2 separate regions of the Bicyclus anynana genome follow, and region 2 is linked to region 1. A link is a contact called in public Hi-C data. All regions are on one chromosome and are shown on one strand. Each heading gives the region's core, a stretch centred on a gene start, on an enhancer-like site or on the middle of the called end of the contact. The rest is flanking DNA. Distances are from core to core; before and after follow the strand shown.

Region 1 (7,410 bases), core at 2,560-5,059:
TTTTTCTTGCAATTTTCTTTGCGATACGATATCTTGATAACACCTCTTAACTCTATCGACATATTTCAGCGTTTGCGATGTCACATCACTAGACAACAGGTTTAGCAGTTATGACCGGCTATGTAGGTAATATTACGTCACATGAAATTTGTGTCGTCGGTCGGTTTCGTATTATAATATTACAAGCTAATAAGGTAAAAAATGATGAAACTGTGACGTAGTAGATTAGTAACAGTAAAATTAATTCATATCTTTTATGTATACTAATATTATCAGAGGATAGTTTGTGTGTTTGTTTGTATGTTTATTTTTATATAAACGCGCTGATCATTATTATCAGATAAACTGACTACATCAAGCTGGTTTTATGAAGCCGCTGGATGCTAGCGGCTCGAGACCGTGGTATTTGAAAGTCCATACAAGAGGCCTATGTCCAGCTGTGGACGTCCGTCAGGTCATAATGATGATGAACTTACTAACTTAAAATATAAAATCCAGCTGAATATCTCACGACAAAATGCAGGAATAATGAGAGACTAAAAAAAAATAATGATGATGACCAGCTAAGCTATTCTATAACGATATTTTAATAACTCGCAAATGCGAGTTTCGAATTCACCTCTATCTCTCTCTGTTTATCACGATACTATAGAATGAGAAAAATAGCGGTGAATTCGAAACTCGCACTTGCGAGTTATACAAAACATCGTTAGAGAATAGCCGTGCAGGTCTCCCTCTTTATAGGATATTAGATATTGGATATGGAACTTAGACCCACCCGAGCTGTTCCAATCCGGCTTAGGCTTTTTAGGGTTAGGATACTTTTTTTGGAATTCTTAACGATTGCTATCAGATTATAATGATAATGACCTCGGCCGAGGCTTAACACTGCTGAAAATTATTTTTATTATTATTTAACATTATTTTTATTATTTTTTAACAGCTCGACCGAATCTAGGACCTCGCACTGGACTTGATACAAACATACAGTTGCCTGAGGAAAATTCGAAAGAAAAATAAAAAGAATTCAAATCGAATTGCGCATGGGAATTCCCACTTCGGTTAACTTTTTCTTTCTTGTTGAAAGTAAAAGTAGGTTCCATACTTTGTTGTACGGAGTTATTAGTTAGTATTATACTGGTCATCTATAGTTTATGGTGATAATTAAATCAATGTTTATCATCAATACTATATAATTAAAATTGATATGTGTGTCAGTGATTTTAAAATACATAACTATGTTTTGTCATATGTTTAGAATTACCTTCTTATTTTTGACGGCCTCCGTGGCGCAGTGGTATACGCGGTGGATTTACAAGATGGAGGTCCTGGGTTCGATCCCCGGCTGGGCAGATTGAGATTTTCTTAATTGGTCCAGGTCTGGCTGGTGGGAGGCTTCAGCCGTGGCTAGTTACCACCCTACCGGCAAAGACGTACCTCCAAGCGGTTTAGCGTTCCGGTACGATGCCGTGTAGAAACCGAAAGGGGTGTGGATTTTCATCCTCCTCCTTACAAGTTCTCCCGCTTCCATATAAGACTACATCATCACTTATCATCAGGTGAGATTGTAGTCAAGAGCTAACTTGTAGACAAAAAAAAAAAATATAATTTTTAGTAGGTACTCGATAAATACAAACTAAAACTTTGTATGTTTATTTGTCCGGGCTAATTTCTGGAACTGGACTGGCATTGATAGATAGTGGTCGCTATCTATACTAATATTATAAAGCTGATGAGTTTGTTTGTTTGCTTGAACGCGCTAATCTCAGGAACTACTGAACCGATTTGAAAAATTCTTTCAGTGTTAGATAGCCTATTTATCGAGGAAGGCTATAGGCTACTTATTATCTCCGTATTTCTACGTGAAAGAGAACCACGCGGGTGAAACCGCGCGGCGTCAGCTAGTCAGCAATATATCGTTTATCTACTGAAAAAAATCTTTGTTTCCCGCGGGATTTGTGAAAAACTGAATTTCACTTGGACGAAGTCTGCTATCTTACTAATACTATGCAGATGAAAGATTTGATTGTATGTTTGCATTGATTAGGCTCTGAAACTAGTGTAACTAGTGTGTGGGTACTTTATTATATTTCTAAGGGAATGTGAACAACGAAACCACAAATCATTTGGTAAGTAGGCAATGATATTTTCCTACTAATATTGTAAACGCAAAAGTTTGTATGGATGTTTGGATGTTTGTTTAGATGTTTGATCCTCCTTAACGTTGCGGCTACTGATGCGATTTGGCTGAAATTTGGAATGGAAATAGATTTTACTCTGAACTATCACATAATGCACATAGGCATTATTCATCCCGGAAAAATTAATGATTCCTGCGGGATTTGTGAAAAACTGAAATCCACGCGGACGAAGTCACAGGCGTCCGCTAGCTTAAAATAAATATCAAAGATTAGGTATTAAGCCTCAATCTTAAAATCTAATAAGTTACGGTCGAATTTCAACCTTACAATCGGCCCGGTAGTCATAACTTAATAATAATTAATACAGCAATCATGTATCTATGTATTATGATAATTAATATTGACGGCCGTATCAATAAAAAGTGATATCTCTTCGATCTCTCTGCTTGGGCAATCTTACGTATCTAGACTAGCCGACGCCGGCGACTTGGTCGGCGTGGCATGCAATGATATTCTACATTAGAGATGGGGCACTGGATGAGGTGGACAATTAATGTGGAAAATTGACTTAATTTCATGTAATTGGTTATTAAACAACGAATGATATTTAAATAAATCATCAATCAATCATAAAATCATCATAGATGCGTACGAGTAAGTACATAATTATGTAAGGCACTGATTGTTTGTTAAAAATTTGAAATTGGAACGAAATGCAGCGTTCTTGTCTATGGAATGCGTAATTTTTTTTATTTTTATTGAGTTGCGACTTGCGCCTAAATTATTTTATTTTCTCGCAATCGTAATGAAACCTCTAGTTGTTACACTAGAGGTTTCATTACGATTGCAGGACTAAACCCATTTTAAACTCGGTTTCTATTTAGCGGCCCTCGCCTTACGGCTAGTGGCTTATAAGTACCTCGTCTATAATGGGTCTTATTAGCCCTTTGTACTACTTTTACCTTTTTTTTGTAATTTTCATGTTTTTTTTATCTTATTTGTGTTATGATTTTTTGGCTGAATAAATGTTTTATTATTATTATTATTATTATTACCTATTGATCAGGTTGAAGGAATTTCAAATTTATATGGGACCAATTTTTAATAATTTTTAATAATTATCTCAAAATCGGACCATTTAGTATAAAGTTATGCGTGGTCATACATAAAAAAATCAAGTATGCGAGAACCCCTTTTTTCGTGGGTTGAAAAGTCAAAACTTATTAGACAGCGCCATCTAGTGGGTCGTTTTGAAGTTAAACTAGCGACATCTTTTTCCAATGGCCTGAACTAATTAAGACACGATTATACCACCTTTTCTTTTCACCTAAATTTACGTTACCGCCATCTATTGACCAGTAGTCATATTTTTTGCAATATTAAACTATTAGAATTAATATTTAATATTGTTTTTTAATAATTTATGCAATCTATGATAGTATTAATATACAATAATTATTTTGCAATCTTACATGAGTATTGTGATGTCATTATGAATAGACATAAATTTGGTTATCTTTGTTTTTATTGGTTCACCGGTAATTTTGGTTTACTACATTTCAGCGCCATCTTTTGCCGAGTAGCAATGTAATTACAATTAGACTAAATCACTAAAGATTCATGATGTTGCAATGTCCGTTAATATCCATTGTTTCGCAACTGAACATGTGCAGCTGTGATGTCGCGATTATGAATGAAACCTAGAACTGTGTCAATACGAATATTGTCTTTGGTTCAGATTCAGGTACTTACCTTTTTAAGTCGCAACCCGTTGCAACCTATAGGTACCTACCTACCTAGATTGCGTTTGAGTTTGACTACAATTGACTACAATCACAATCATGCGCTTGACTCCTTTTAAAAATGTTCTTAGGGTATTCATTGCATAACACACTTTTCAAAAAATGTGTACCTTAAGATAATAAAGATAAAATTTATAATCACAATCTGCGATTTTGTTCAATTTTAAGCATTTTCGTCTTGGGTTCCGATACGATGCCGCGTAGAAACCGCCAGAGTTTGGTACAACTAACTTGTAAGTACTTCTTCGAAGAAAGGCTCGCTTCCATCTTAGACTGCATCGTCACTTATCATCAGGTGAGTTGTTGCAGGAACTTGTCATTGAATAAAAACATATGGTCTGAAAAAATACTCGTAGTCATATAGGTAGGTCAATGTGTAGATATGAACAATTAACTACTAGAATGACTCGTCAGCCGGGTTTCCCCGCGACTTATGCATTGTAACATAACATAATAATAGGTACCAGAGGCGAAGTGTTAATGCAAGCTGATTCCCGGGTTACCTTTAAAAATCCGTGCATATTCATTGTAGTATTGTATGTAGATATATGAGAAACCGAAGTTATTATCACCTTACCATTACCTTCATCTAAATTCCATTCTTCGCCACTGATAGGTACCGAACTACCAGATAACGCCCGCGAGTTCTTACGCCCTTAGACTTCCTTAATCCGGCACTGTCGCAAAATCCTTCTTAGTGGAGGTATTCTAACTATAAACTACCTCCCCGCCAAAATTAATTTTTATATGTCAAGCAGTGTTCGAGATAATCGTAATGATCCTTACGCTTTTATTTAATTAAAATAAAAACACAATTGAACTTTTTAAAACTTTTGTCTGACTGTATCTCTTTCTGTTGGTATGGGCTAATCTCTGGAATGGCTAAAGGCTCCATGTTGATGATATTTCAAAATATTGAGCCAAATACAACTCAAAGCCCCCTAGGTGGAGAACATCAAGCGAGTCGCAGGGATTCGCTGGATGTATCCGGATTAGGCGACTCAGGATCGTGTCCAAAGTTTGGAAGTCCATACAAAAGGCCTATATCCTGCATTAGACGTCTATCGACTGATATGATGATGATGATGATGACGATGACGATGATGATGAGACCTCGGACCGCCAGAAAATCATGAGTGATCTTTCGTTTTTATTTGCAGAGTTTGATAAGGGCTCTTCTCGGGCTAAGGCACGTTTAGACCCTCGTTACTTAAACTTTATGCTTTAAGTATGCGATTTTTCATGTATAAGTTTTAAGTTAAGACACGTCACGTAGACACGTCCGTGAACTCACAAGGTTTCACCTGAAAACCAGCGCCACAGCTCGCTGTGGCATCGTGCTGAGGTGGATACCTGTTTTGTCCACGACCAGATATTTGTATGTTCTGTTTGTTTATTTTATTTTATTTTATTACTCGTGTGTGGGCAAATAAAGATATATTCTATTCTATTTTATACTTATAACTTTTTTAAATCAATGTTAAAAAAATAACAAATGTGATGATGAAATAAAAATCCTAGGAGCTTTAAATAAACAATTAATCATTTATATTGTAAGATAAGTAATTTAACCTTTAAATTATTTTTAATTTAAACAAAAATGTTCGCTGTATAATGTTTATATAGAAAACAAAATTTAGGTACATCGTGACCTCATTCGCTGTCCGACTATTAAATAAACATTAAGAAGTACCTGTCTATAATAATAATGTAATCAGTGAGTTGTTCTTACTACTAGATTAATCAGTATCTAATAGATAGATTAGTTAATATCCGGGATGTATTGTTATTAAATAAACGTAGTAGTCAGGGATCCATAGAATATTTTGTACAACTGACTACTAAATGCAAACTAATTTTACAAATGTCAAGCTAATTTTTCGTGAGTAGCTTCATCTCGAGCGATGAGACAATCAACTTTTTTATTTACGAAAATTCTTGATCCTGGGTCAACTGAGTTACCAGGAAATAAAAATTTCTAAGCGTTGGTTCGAGACAATTTACCACGCAATTTGTAGGACATTGTGGCTGTTAAGTTGTTTAACTATTAAATAATCAACATTAAAAAAAACATCTGGTTAGTAACAACTTAATAAAAGCTGTCAATGACAAAGTCAATCAAAAATTGTGAATTTTATCTCGAAAGGATACGAATTACCCACCTGTAACAAGTAATTTAATTGTTAAGGCAAATATAGATTTCTTTGAAAATTGGTTTCATGAGTTTTCCTTCACGTCATCAACCCATATTCGGCTCACTGCTGAGCTCGAGTCTCCTCTCAGAATGAGAGGGGTTAGGCCAATAGTCCACCACGCTGGCCCAATGCGCATTGGCAGACTTCACACACGCAGAGAATTAAGATAATTCTCTGGTATGCAGGTTTCCTCACGATGTTTTCTTTCACCGTTTGAGACACGTGATATTTAATTTCTTAAGAGTTTTCCTTAATTGTCCTAATTTATGGCCAACTTGATGTTTTCTTTCACCGATTGAGACACGTGATATTTAATTTCTTAAGAGTTTTCCTTAATTGTCCTAATTTATGGCCAACTTTCAAATCTATTTCGAATTTAACTTTCAAATTTACTCGGGCCCTAATTATATCATTCGTAGATATAATTAGGGCCCGAGTTTGTATGGAAACTCTTGGAAGTTTCGTCTTTGAAGGGGTTAATACTTTCTCTAAGGGCATCCTGTTAGAATCGGATCTCAGCGAGACTAGTGGACTCGAATGGGGTTTGTGCTTCAACTGGAATCCATCCTGATGTACCCGTGAAGCACTTCAATCTTCACTTTCACTACACTCAGCTTCGACAGTGAAAACGCAGTGTGAAACTTGATTGTATAATCAAGAGATGTTTTATTTATTAAATGTCAAGTTAGCTCTTGACCTGTAGCCATGTAGCATGTCAATTCTCTTTCTACAAACGCAAACGCTTCGAAATTTAAAAAATGTATAGGAATTAGTCAATTACATTCACTATCGACATGTCCGTGATCAAGTTGTCGATCGATTCTGTCGTTCGCGTACATTTTATTAGTTTTCGAAGCATCAGCGATTGTAGAAAGATAAACGAAGTGCCACATGGCTAAGGTCGTTTGTTTGCTATCTTACTTGCAGAGGTACGTGTTTATTCTACTCATCTCTGATGGTGACCACGCGCCATCGTACTAGAGCGCTAAATCTCTAGGCGTTCAATCTTTGTATGTAGGGTGGTATCTAGCCACGGCCGATGCCTACCATCAGACCAGACCTGAACCAATTAACCAAAACCAAAAAACCAAAAAAAAAACCAACCAATAGAAATTATATAATTCTAAACGAACCCGAGCTAGGAATCGAACCCTGTTGTGAACCATGGCACTAACAACTGCATGGGGTGACATCAGCAATACAAGATCCAACCCAAGCATTTTACCCTCTCTCTTAGCCGAGGTGTCAGTATCCGTGGCGTAGTGGTTGATA
Region 2 (7,410 bases), core at 1,448-3,947, 42 kb after region 1:
TCATCATCATCATCATCAACCCATATTCGGCTCACTGCTGAGTTTGAGTCTCCTCTCAGAATGAGATGGGTTAGGCCAAAGAATTAAGGAAATTCTCTGGTATGCAGTTTCCTCACGATGTTTTCCTTCACCGTTTGAGACACGTGATATTTAATTTCTTAAAATGTACAACTGAAAAGTTGGAAGTGCCTGCTGCGGACCGGATTCGAAGCTTCACCCTCCGGAATCGGAGGCAAAGGTCATATCCACTGGGTTATCACAGCTTGTAAACGGTAACGGTTTGTGTAGTCTCGGCATAATATGAAAAAAAAAAACGCTCACAAAACGCTTCCCTAACGAATAAAGAGTGATTACTGTATAAAAGACGTTGATATATTACTTCTATCATTAAACGGTCAAGATGATATATCTTAATGTGAGATAATACATGATAACACTGAATACATACCGTCACGGTAGTTAATAAGTGAGCTGCAAAGTTTTTGCGCTAAATGCAATTATCATAGATACGCAATTAGCAAATGGGCAGTTAACATTTACGGATGTAAACGTTGTGTTTTTGCTTTCATTTTTTTGGCATTTATTAATAAGTTACGGTGAATTTCATGCATTTTGTTAGACTAATGTTGGTGGTTCGTCAACTTAATGAATAGGGATGATGACAGTTTTTTAAATTGTATATAAATTAGGAGTAAACTAATAGTAAAGCAATTTTGTAAAAGGAACAAGGTATCTGCGATCATTACTTTCGGAGCTACAGGGATTTAAAGAGTCAGATTTGCGGCGCTACCGCGGATCCCTGAAAAACGCCCCATACAAAATGGTACGAACTAATGACGTCGTAGGCAATGTAATGATCGTTAGATTTGTATGTGCGTTCAAACAAAATTACTAATATCTTTGTTATTTGTGCGTTTATGTTTATAGTTCAAATATTAAAAAATGTCACATATAATGTAAGGAAGCTAAAACTGTATGAATTTTCATCTAATTACGATAAAATATTTTTAATAGATTTTGAAATTTTATAATCTCATTTATTTTGCAATTATCCAGACAATCTTTGCTTTTTATGTATAAATTAGTTTACATTGACCCTATTTACCCGAATGTATCATAAAAATCAATATATTCAAACCTAGTCATCATCCCCATTGCATTAATGGACCGTGCATTAGATGCAATTCACTAAGTTTGCGAACTTGACTCAATTTATAGCTCTAAATGACATTATACTAATTTTTACACGTTTTTTATTAGCTTCACTTGTAACTATGTATGTAAGAAAATCTTGGAATCTTAATTTGACCCACTTCCCGGTCTTCGATTAAGATGTAATTTTGCACACGCTCTGGATTCTGATGACAATACATGACTAGCTTAGAAACGTCATTACATATCCAATATGGCGGCCTCCCAAATCACTTTAACTATGTATCTAAAACAATCTTGGAATCTTAATTTGACCCACTTCCCAGTCTTCGATTAAGATGAAATTTTGCACACGCTCTGAGTTCTGATTACAATACATGACTAGCTTTGAAACGTCATTACAAATTCAATATGGCGGCCTCCCCAATCACTTGTAACTATGTATCTAAAATAATATGGGAATTTTAATTTGACCCACTTCCCGGTCCTTGATTAGGATGAAATTTTACACACGCTTTGAATTCTAATGACAATACATGACTAGCTAAGAAACGTCATTACAAATCCAATATGGCGGCCTCCCGAAGATGGCGGATTGGCTGTTTGAAATTCACCCCCATGATGTGGATATCAAATGAAAGCGTTTGCTATCAGGAATACGAAAAAAATAATCACGTGACTTTTGACCAATTTTGTAATTTTTAGTGCGTGTTAAAAGCGTGTTTTTTAGTTTTTTAAACTATTTAAATTTATTTAATATGTCCATATAAAAATCAAATTTAAATTCAAAATTCATTTATATCAATTTGGCTTAGTTTACAAGCTTCTTTGAAATGTCAAGTTATGCCATGATTTAATGATGGTAAATAAAGTCAAAAACTTAAAATGAAAGTTACATATGTTCCAAAAGCGTTTGGTCTTGGCTTGAGAAGAGCCCATTACAAACTCATCATCATCATCATCATATCAGCCGATGGACGTCCACTGCAGGACATAGGCCTTCTGTAGGGACTTCCAAACATTTCGATCCAGCGAACCGCTGCGACTCGCATGATGTCCTCAGACCACCTGATGGGGGGTCGACCAACACTGCACTTACCAGTGCGAGTTCGCCATTCCAGCACTTTGGGACCCCAACGTCCATCGACTCTTCGCAACTTGTTGAGCTATGTCGGTGACTTTGGTTCTTCTGCGGATCTCCTCATTTCTCCTCCTTCATTCGATCACGCAGAGATACTCCTAACATAGCCTGCTGTGTGACTCTGAGCCTTCTTATGTGGCCCATAGTTTGCAAACAAACTCAGTCAAGGATTATTTGTTTACACTAATCGGATTCGAACCTACCACCGGAATCGGGGCACAGGTCATATCCACTCGGCTATCACGGCTCTAGTAACCTAATTTAATTAATTTAATGGGTCAAGCTAATTAATCGCTCCTAATTTGCTAACGTGCTAGTTTTAAAGACATCATTTCTATGCAACACAGAAATGTAAAAGTTATATAAATATGAAATGCCAAGGACTTGTTACGATATTCCGTCGTATACAGACTGGTCTGCGGTGCATTCCGATCACAGGTAGGCATACGTAGTAAAATCGACCTTGGCAAATGATTAACAGTTTCGTGAAATTATGAGCTCGTTTTTATTACGACCGTTTTTTTTTCTCTGTCGTCATAGTTGTTTGAGTTTTGATTTACAGTTTTAGTAGTTTTTTTTTTCATTAAACAATTTTTTTTTTAATGATAACTCGATATAAGTAAGTTACTACGCAAAAAAAGGTTTTTTGACGACAATATTTTTTCTATTTATAAGTAAATTGTATCTCAGATATCTGTTTAATTATTTATAGTCGTCTTTTTAACGAATGGTGGTTTTAAAAAAGCTTTTTTACGGATAACTTTATTTATGTTGAATGTTAATGTAATGTAATTAAATAACAGTTACGTGATAAAGTTTTTTAGACGACAATAATTTTTCTATTTATGAGTAAATTGTATCTCAGATATCTGTTTTATTATTAATAGTCGTCTTTTTAACGAATGGTGGTTTTAAAAAAGCTTTTTTACGGATAACTTTATTTATGTTGAATGTTAATGTAATGTAATTAAATAACAGTTACGTGATAAAGTTTTTTAGACGACAATAATTTTTCTATTTATGAGTAAATTGTATCTCAGATATCTATTTAATTATTATTAGATATCAAAATGTAGTCTTCTTTTGAACGAATGGTGATTTAAAAAATCGACTGTATTTTATTGACTGGTCTTTGACTGTGATTTAGTCTTTGACTGTGGTCCGACCCCCAAGTTAATTGGCGATAAAATTTGATATGATAGAATACTCTAGAATACTCTAACGTATCAATTACATCGTTTTTATTTGCTTTAGCTATCTAATATTTAATTGGAAAAAAATGAATAACCCAGCAAAGTTCCCAACTAAGCAAAGGTTTTCAATTTTAATTAAAAAAAAATTCGCACATTTTCTTATACCTAATTATTTATAGAAAAAAATTTATTACAGTAAAATTACTTCATACTATTATAGTAATTTATACTATTATAGTAATTCAAAACAATAAATAAATTTAAAAAAATATTAAATAAATGTTTTAACAAAGTACTTTTTCTTGTTGCAGGTAAAATGGCGCCATCTATTGGCGTAGCAGAGTTCTATGCCGGGAAAACAATTTTTATCACCGGTGCAACAGGTTTTATGGGAAAAGTTCTCATAGAAAAACTGTTAAGATGTTGCCCGGATTTAAACAAGATCTACCTGTTGATGCGGCCGAAAAGAGGGCAAAGTACCAAAGAGAGACTCGACGACTTTATGCATTGTCGGGTAAGTTGTAGCGCCATCTAGCGTCAAGTAGTTTATTTTCATTAAAGCTCTAAATAGTTAAGTTTATGTGTAAGCATACTTTATACTCTCTCTGCCAATTCACATTGCAAATACGACATAGACTCCACACGAAAAGTCATATCTCCATTCTCGCAAAATTGTACAGTTTGTTTCGCACTCTTTTATGAAAACTGACTGCATAATGTTTATTGATGATGAAAGATTTTGAAGATAATAATTAAGTCGCGAAGCCCGCGAACGCCATATAGATCACAGAGTACGCGCCGTGAGTGTTGAGCGCGTATAAACATATTCTTTACAGCGCCATCTCTTATTAAGTAGCATCATAAAATAATTTTTCATTTTATTTATTTCAGGTTTTTGATAACCTTCAAGAGACATCTCCTAAATCTTTCGACAAGCTCCATGTCATCAAGGGTGACATATTGCAAGATGAACTAGGGATGTCTAACCAGGACTGGGACATGTTGCAGAGGGAAACACAGATAATGTACCACTGCGCTGCTTGTGTTAGGTAGGTAAAACTGAATGACTTATCTTAGGGCTTCCGCACACGGGCCACCGGCCACAACGACAAAACGCCGCTACCGGCATATTTCCTATAATTTTCATACATTTTGTATTGACTCGCCACACACGGTTGATGACGGTGGCCGCCACACGCTACATACAGTAGTCGCTGCTGGCTTCTTGTAGCCCGCACTAAACACAAAACGCCGCAACACGCCATTCACGCGATTATGATACTGCATGTATGGGTTAAAAAGTAGGAGCCACCGACCACAAGCTAACAAGTGTCGACCACCGGCCACAAGTGGCGGTCGCGCGCTCCAGCTACTTTTGTGGTCCCTTCTTACTTCTTGCAGCATCGTTTGTGGCTATCGCGTGTGGCCTGTGTGCGACGACACTTAATGTTAGTTATTTTTATAGCACATCAATATAAATATAAATAAAAGTCTCTGATTTTAAAATAGGTTTATTCTAATGTTTCTTAATTACTCGACACTAAATTACAAACAAGCAGGATTTGCGGAAAACTAATTTTCACGTGACTGACGTCGTAGGCGTCTGCTAGAGAGAGACGAATATCTTAGCATTCCATGGATTCACCTTGCGGGTGTCGGTCCATCGCGTGGTAGAGAGAAGAACTCCGAGCAGAGTCCTGAACTTGTGACTACAGGATGTAGGGTTAAGGAATATATAATACAAAATAAAACATTTAGTCAGTATTTATAGTGAACTTCCATTAAGTGACGCCTGTTTCTATTCAACCCTTAGTATGTTTCTAGAAGTAAATAACGAGTTGGTTCTTCCCAGGTTCGACATGTTCATCCGTGACGCGGTCAACATGAACACTGTGGGAACAATGAGGGCGCTCAAGTTAGCGGAGGGCATGAAAAAACTGGAGGTATGAGTGATCAATATCTATATTCTATACCACAGAACAGACAACGCTAAAATCTAACGCTTCTTATATCTGTGTTCTATACTAATGTTGTAGAAGGATCTCTATCTTTTTTTTAATCTTTACAAGTTTGCCCTTAACTACAATCTCACCTGATGGTAAGTGAAGATGCAATCTAATATGAAATCGGGCTAACTTCGAGGAGGATGAAAATCCACACCCGTTTAGGTTTCTACGGCGACATCGTACCGGAACGCTAAATCGCTTAGCGGTACGTCTTTGCCAGCCAGACCTGGACCTATTAAGAAAATCTCAATTGGCCTAGCTGGGGATCGAACCTCGGCTCCCCGTTTTGTAAATCCACCTCGCATACCTGCGCCACGGAGGCCGTCAAATCTGGATCTACAGTACCAATGTTGAAAAATATTTTTCTAATAGAAAGCCATCTTTTCTGTGAGTGTCCTAAGCTATATTTTATACCAGCACTCCCACGGGAACAGGAACTACGCGGATGAAACCGCGCGGCATCTATTAATCTATACTAATTTTGAAATCCACTGGCCTTATTTTTTTTTTTTTTAGCTAATAATAATTTGAATATTTTCAGGTATTAGTCCACGTGTCAACGTCGTACTGCCGGTGTGAGCTCCCGGTGCTGGAAGAGAAGGTGTACCCATCTGTGCACAGGCCACAGAACATCATTCAATGCGTCAAATGGATGGACGACGACCTTCTTAACTATTTGCAACCCAAGTGAGAAAATGTATATATTATATCTATAAATTTAAAAGCGAAAATACTCATCACGAAGTATCGAAAACCGCTTGACGTACCTACAATGATTATAGTTAGTAGATGAAAGGGATGAAACAAAGTTCTTAGCTGTTTGATGAAAATCGGCCCAAGAGGTTTGCCGTCACAAAATGGCATTACAAATCCCTCAATATGGGTATCAAATGAAAGGGTTTGACTAGTAGAATACTACATACTATCACAAATTTCAAATAGAAGATGACCGCCACCAGAAAATGGCGAGTTACATTTTTTGTTGGGGTTTTTTTTTTATTTTTTATTACGTTATGTTAAAAATAACGAATGTCAGCTCGTAGTTGTTTATGTGTAAAAAAAATCTGTTGCAGATATTCCCTATCAGATATCGATTAATCCTATAACTTTATTTTCAAAACACTGTCCCAAATTCTTAATTTACCGTGTACTAAATTAAAAAAAAAAAACAGGTTGATCGAGCCTCAACCAAACACCTACGCGTACACCAAATCTCTGACCGAAGATCTGGTGTCACAACACGAGGGAAAATATCCAATTGTCATTGCAAGACCTTCCATTGGTAAGATGTTTACATTATTACATTTTGAAGAATAGGCTACTCGCCTGCTGTACAAAACTAAGAAGATTTTTTGCATAGAAGCAGTTTAGATGCCTAGAAACTCTAATCACATTTTTATCTGTGAAAATAATCTCGTAATTGTAATATTGTTATAAAATAAAACTGTATTTTTATCACGTCACCGCAAACGCCAATCATAAACTGTAACGTCATTCGCTACAAGGCATCGGTTTGTGATTGGCGCTTGCGGTGACGTGATATAATCACATCACTGCAAACGCCAATCACGCTGTTATCTCTATTAATGAATTTGCTAATGTGTTGTATTTCGGCGGCAAAAATTTTACGTAGATATTTTATCATTTATATTAAATTTTTTACTGGTTATTAATAACGGGACAAAATAAAATTTATCTTATAATACTTCCATAATTCAGTTTAAACAATGCATGACCATTGAATAAGAGTAAAAAATTATTCTTGTTCATGCTTGCTAACTATAAGCTCTTCTTATGACAGCCACTGACGATTAAGTAATTTCACATGCCTGCAGCGCTAACGGCTTGACAACCGATAAAACTGATCGTGTGTTGGTCGCAATGTGAATGACATCATGCACGTCATTAGCGCTGCAGG

The links. A called contact is a pair of places that touch in the nucleus more often than the background predicts.
Region 2: a Hi-C map of whole larva shows a contact between it and region 1, with 5 times the contacts expected there. The contact joins two enhancer-like sites. A contact is called at or near these places in 2 of 2 Hi-C or Micro-C datasets (whole body and whole larva).

What each region holds. Positions count from the first base shown.
Region 1 is chr8:4,539,587-4,546,996 of ilBicAnyn1.1, forward strand. No RefSeq gene overlaps it. Among protein-coding and RNA genes, the nearest start is that of LOC112042790, 9.2 kb to the right of the region's middle. Within about 2 kb of position 3,810, at least 2 of the 8 cell types and tissues checked have open chromatin away from gene starts, as enhancers often do.
Region 2 is chr8:4,582,699-4,590,108 of ilBicAnyn1.1, forward strand. It overlaps LOC112042790 (putative fatty acyl-CoA reductase CG5065), which reads left to right. Exons shown (of 13, transcript XM_024077950.2): 2 at 3,798-4,000; 3 at 4,378-4,535; 4 at 5,339-5,429; 5 at 6,034-6,179; 6 at 6,665-6,774. The coding sequence starts at 3,803. Among protein-coding and RNA genes, the nearest start is that of LOC112058631, 25 kb to the right of the region's middle. Within about 2 kb of position 2,698, at least 7 of the 8 cell types and tissues checked have open chromatin away from gene starts, as enhancers often do.